2 separate regions of the Triticum aestivum genome follow, and region 1 is linked to region 2. A link is a contact called in public Hi-C data. All regions are on one chromosome and are shown on one strand. Each heading gives the region's core, a stretch centred on a gene start, on an enhancer-like site or on the middle of the called end of the contact. The rest is flanking DNA. Distances are from core to core; before and after follow the strand shown. Region 1 holds the start of LOC123136780 (protein LYK5). Region 2 holds the start of LOC123136777.

The links. Hi-C and Micro-C count contacts between places; a contact is called where the count stands out from the background.
Region 1: a contact with region 2 is called in a Hi-C map of leaf, with 5 times the contacts expected there. The contact joins the promoter of LOC123136780 here to the promoter of LOC123136777 in region 2. A contact is called at or near these places in 2 of 5 Hi-C or Micro-C datasets (both in leaf).

What each region holds. Positions count from the first base shown.
Region 1 is chr6B:239,726,927-239,729,626 of IWGSC CS RefSeq v2.1, forward strand. LOC123136780 (protein LYK5) reads right to left here and starts at 1,321. Exons shown (of 1, transcript XM_044556281.1): 1 at 1-1,321. The coding sequence starts at 1,213.
Region 2 is chr6B:239,088,169-239,090,868 of IWGSC CS RefSeq v2.1, forward strand. It overlaps LOC123136777, which reads right to left and starts at 1,423. Exons shown (of 8, transcript XR_006467284.1): 1 at 1,180-1,423; 2 at 979-1,097; 3 at 346-426; 4 at 121-205.

The sequences.
Region 1 (2,700 bases), core at 71-2,570, 640 kb after region 2:
TCACCGCGCGGTACACGGACGCGTCCTTGACCCTCCGGTCCTCCGAGAACCCTGCCGTCGCCTTCTCGAGTTCCGAGTACTTGTACACGGTCAGGGACTCCACCGCCGCGCGCGCGTCGGTGGACACAAACGCCGACGATGACGAGGAGTTCGTCGTAGCCGAGGACGTATGCTTGCCCGAGGCAAGAGGGTCGTAATCGGCAGACGAGGGCACGTCGAGAACGCCCTTCCCCGGATGGCCGTCTTCCACAACGCCGGGCCGCGGTCGCCGCCGCCGCCGGACACATAAGAACATCAGGCCAAGAAGTCCCGCCAGCGCAAGAACGCCGACACCAACACCGACCCCGACAGCAACCCCCTTCCCGCTGCCCGACCCTCCAGACGGCGGCGGCTGCTGGGCCTGCGGTGGCGCCGGTGCTGGCGGTGGCGCCGGCGACACGAGCATGTCCGGCGTGGGCGCGCTCTTGAGCGGGATGAGCAGAGTGGTGAAGGGGTATATGTTCTCGCTGTCGGTTAGGTTGTTGGCGCGGAGCACCGCCTGGGCGTCGACGCGGAAGCGGGCGGCGATGTCGGCGATGGCGTCGCCCCATGTGACGAGGTAGGTGAGCAGGTGCCTGACCCCGGAGGCGGCCTGCGCCGGCGAGGGGCAAGCGCAGCGGAGCGGCACGGTGAGGTTGTTCCCGACGACGAGTTTGCGGCTATCGTGGTTGGGGTTCTGCGCGATGAGCGCCTGGCAGGTGGTGAGGCCCTGGTAGGTGATGTTGGCGGTGATGAAGTAGGTCTCGTTGCTGAACTGGATGGTATAGGACGTGTTGTGCTGGTAGTAGCCGCCGGGCGCGCAGCCGCAGTTGAGCGGCGCGAGGACGAGGCGGGAGGCGGCGACCGGGGAGACAGTGGGCACGGCGTTGGCGTCCGCGAGGACGGCGGGGGTGGTGTTGAGGAGGTAGGAGATGGAGATGGGCGAGTCGTAGGGCGGGGAGGAGCGGAAGACGACGTAGGAGGCGCAGGGACGGGCCGCGGCGGTGGCGTTGCAGGTGTAGCCGAGCACGGAGCTGTCGTTGGTGCCGTAGCAGTTGAGTTGCTTGTTGGCCTCGTACTGCTGCTGCGCGCGCGCGACGCGGCACCGAGGCGCGGCGACGGCGAGGAGGACGAGGAGCGCGAGCGCCGCCCTGCTGGTGGCGGCGAGCCCGCGCGGGCGCGTCGGAGCGGCCATTGCTTCGGTTGCGCTTCCTGTAAAGGGGATGAGTGGGGAAAGGAAGCACGGCAGGGAGGGAGGGGACTCAGGACGGTGGTGTGCCGCGTTCGGTCGGTCGGGTAATGTGTGGTGCTATGGTTGGACGGAGTCAAAGGTCGTTGCTTCTAGTTTTTCCATGGGTGGCGGCGGGCAGGGGGCGGGATGTGCAGCTGGAGCCAGAACGCAGGTCAACTGGTATGGGGAGTCAATTATCAAACCTTTCGCTCTCCTTTGAGCCTTTCATTTGACCATTTCTCTTGCTCGGTTAACAACATAACGAATACTTTACGGAAGCTCAGGTATTGTGGCGCCAACTGACAATATCACTCCCTTGTAGTGATCTAATGTTTTTATTTTCTTTATAGAATGAGTTATGTATAGATTTTGTGGTAGAATTCACACCATTTCTACTGGCAGCGAAGACACGCACCGCCGAGCAATCAGATTCGACCATCAAAGGCTTCTGATTTGCCTGGTTAGCCAAATTAATCGCTTTTGGGAAGCAAGATTATCCCCGAGCACAGACCCACAGACCAGCTGCGGCACCTAAATGTCAGATGCGAAAATTCTACCATCCAGCCAGGTGCAAGAAACGTTGGACATGGCGCATGATGACCAGCTTCATTGGCCAATCGCCGCGTTCAATATTCAAATCAACTCTCGGTTGGACGACGACCTGCACCTGCAAACACGGAGGGAGGAACGGTCATGTACCCGTGACACTGACGGGCGGACGGAATAAACGCCGGTGCGGTTGCGAGCGACGGGAGTGGTGGGACACCTGTCCCAGAGCTCCGTGCCTTCGCGGAAACTGACCGGGATGCCCCGTCACCGCCGCCACCTGCGGCCAGCCTCTCTTCTTTCGAACCCGGGCAACTGGCCTCACCGGCAAGATCTACCTGTACTACTACTCAGCTACTGTTGCGTAGTACTACAGCGTGTTTGGTTCAAGGTTGTGAACGGTACCTGTATGGCATACACTTCTCAACCCAATCTGGTTGAGTAAAAACAGGCCTAATGCGTCATCTACAAGTTATTTGGTTGCCTGCATCTAGGGTTCCTGCATTAGGTAATACACAAGTGCATTTTATTTGGTTGTTTGAATTGGCCCAAGCGGCACATGGACACGGTATTTGGTTGCACGCATGAGGTATAATTAAGAGCTAGCACTTGCTCTTAACACACAGGGTTAAGAGCCAGCAGAAGAAGGGGGAAGAAATGCAGTGTGCGCCGGACCATGGCGACTGCGGTGGATAGTGGTCGTGGCGTCGTGTCTGACATGACGAGCATGAAGTTGTGGGCGAGCGACACCGTGGGCGAACTAGTTGCGGTGCTTGCACAAAGACAATCGACAGAGGAGGAGAATGCAGTGTTCGCGCCATGGTATCATCAGTGCAATGGACGAGAGAGGAGACCGAGATGATCGGCGCCGAAAACGACTCCAGTGTAGTAGGGCGAGAGAGAGG
Region 2 (2,700 bases), core at 173-2,672:
AGCTCAGTGTTACGTCAAGACATTACAGAACCTATCTTAAATTAATAAAAAGGGCAAGAAGAATAGATGTAAGTTAATCTACTATGATGCTCAATTTGCAGAAGGGCAGTGAGTTCAGACCTTGGTGCAGTAGGCAGGTCACTTGAGATAGTTAGCACAAATCATCACACTCGGCAGGTCATCATCAGAGAGAATGATTGCAGGACTGCTGGAGGTGCGTAGCCATGATCAAATTTTATGTGATCCGCAAGTTCCACAAAATTATCAGAAGCAAGGGGTCAGTAGCGAAAATTGAATGGTTACAAAAAAAATATCAACAACTTCCAACAAAAGACAAGCACATACATCCCAATTATCTTGTTCTCCGCAGAGTCATCTCTCCAGCTCATCCTCCGAGAATACCTGAAGTGTGCTTAGTAAAAATACCTGCAATACCCAGTGTCAGTGGACAACGACAAAATGATTTTTCGACTGTGCGGGCAGTAAGAGACAACACCAGAGAAGAGTGAAATGTATAAAATGAGAAGGTGAACATCGAGTGCATGTCACCCTATAGGGCCCATGTAAGGCTCATGAGTTACAGAGCAAAGTACAGAAAGTAACCTAACATCTAAATACACCAGAACGGACAGATGTAATAAAAGGACAGAGGGAGTCATTACTATCAGAAACAAGTATAATTTTATACATATTGGATTAAGATTGCTTAAGAAATACACAGGGTTAAAAAAATAAGGAAAGGTTTTTGCATTGTCTAATTAAAGCATTACTGCCAAGTTCGTCTAAAGATAAAATGCTAGTAGGAAAAAGCAACCTAATACTTTGTCAAAGGGAGTAGAACTTGTAACTGAAAAGCTGCCCCAAGTTACCCAAGTACTCCCTCTGTAAAGAAATATAAGAGCGTTTAGATCACTACTTTAGTGATCTAAACGCTCTTATATTTCTTTAAGGAGGGAGTATAAAAGACGAGAGCAGCACCATGATACAGCATACTGACTGAATCCTGATTTAAAAGCCTCCAGTTGTCTTGAGATTCCACTTTTAACCGCAGTGTCGACAACAAAATAAACATATTCATCCAAACTCTCATCAGTTACCTGAAAATAACATGAGTAATTTAGAGAATACTTTAATCTGCTGATAAGCCAGCAACTGAGAGTGCAGAGTCAAATCAGTTACATTATCTGAGGTACCCTCTGAAGAAAGCACATATTCTGGATACACGGGGACAACAAAGTCAATAGCAAGATCCTCAATTTTACAACCTCGTTAACACAAATCAGATGTGCTCTGGTATCCCCCATTGAAGATGATTCTAAGTATCTCTTTTGACAAGTGCTTTCAACTCCATAAGGGTTGTTGCCAGCTCAGGATCAAATGAACTGATATCATATATATTAACAGCTCAGGATCAAAGGAACTGATATCATATATATTAAGCTCCTAACAAAGAAAAGCTTATTAGATCGACTAACAAAAGTAAGAAAGCGTAACAAACATGATATATATTTCAAGAATGCAAGGTCCAAAATACCTGTCCTAGGATAAGCTTGTAAAATGCTTTGGAAAATGGAATGTCAAGAATTCTGACATCCTTAATTGCCTTTGTGATGACTCCTTTCAGATGCTCATCTATATTCATTGCATCAATGTAATTTTTCTTCTTCTATCTCCTTTGATCTGTGTGAGTGGGAGAGATAGAGAGAATAATGCACCTTGAGTGCTCTCATTGCATTCCTGTGATTATATACACGAGCCGTACATGTACAGGGCGCGTAGCGCAGGAGAGAGAGGGAGAGTGGGACACACGACGTGCGAGAGGTGGGGGGGCATGCACGACGTGCATGGCCATGCAGCTAGTCTAGGGCAGCAACTGCTTACACCCCGCCGCAGCTGAAGCATCGGGTGGCCGGATGCATAAGCTGGACCGGAACTCCTGGAACGCCGGTGTCGATAGCCCCTTGGTCAGGACGTCAGCGAACTGATGCGTGGTGGGCACGTGCAAGACACGGAGGTGACCAAGGGCGACCTTCTCTCGGACGAAGTGGATGTCGAGCTCGATGTGTTTCGTGCGTCGATGGTGGACGGGGTTGGCAGCCATGTAGACGGACGAAATGTTGTCGCAGAAGATGACAGTGGCCTTGGGGAGGGAGACGTGCAGCTCACCAAGGAGTTGGCGAAGCCAGCAGCACTCCGCGACGGTGTTGGCGACGGCACGGTATTCTGCTTCCGCGCTGGAACGGGAGACCGTAGCCTGGCGCTTGGATGACCAAGAGACCAAGGAGTCGCCGAGGTAGACAGTGTAGCCGGAGGTGGAGCGCCGCGTGTCCGGGCAGCCTGCCCAGTCTGCGTCCGAGTACGCGGTGAGCGCGAGCGACGCCGACGGGAGCGCGAGCGACGCCGACGGGTGCAGGTGGAGGCCGTACTCGGTGGTGCCACTGAGATAGCGCAAAATGCGCTTCAGCAAGGCAAGGTGAGGAGTGCGCGGGTCGTGCATGACCAGGCAGCACTGTTGCACGGCATAGGCGATGTCGGGCCGTGTCATGGTCATGTACTGCAGGGCGCCTGCCAAGCTGCGATACTCGGAGGCGTGAGGGACTGGCGCGCCGTCTGTCGCGGAGAGCTTGGAGTGAGTGTCGACTGGCGTGGACACCGGCTTGCACTCGGTCATGTTTGCGCGTCCCAGCAGCTCCGCAGCAT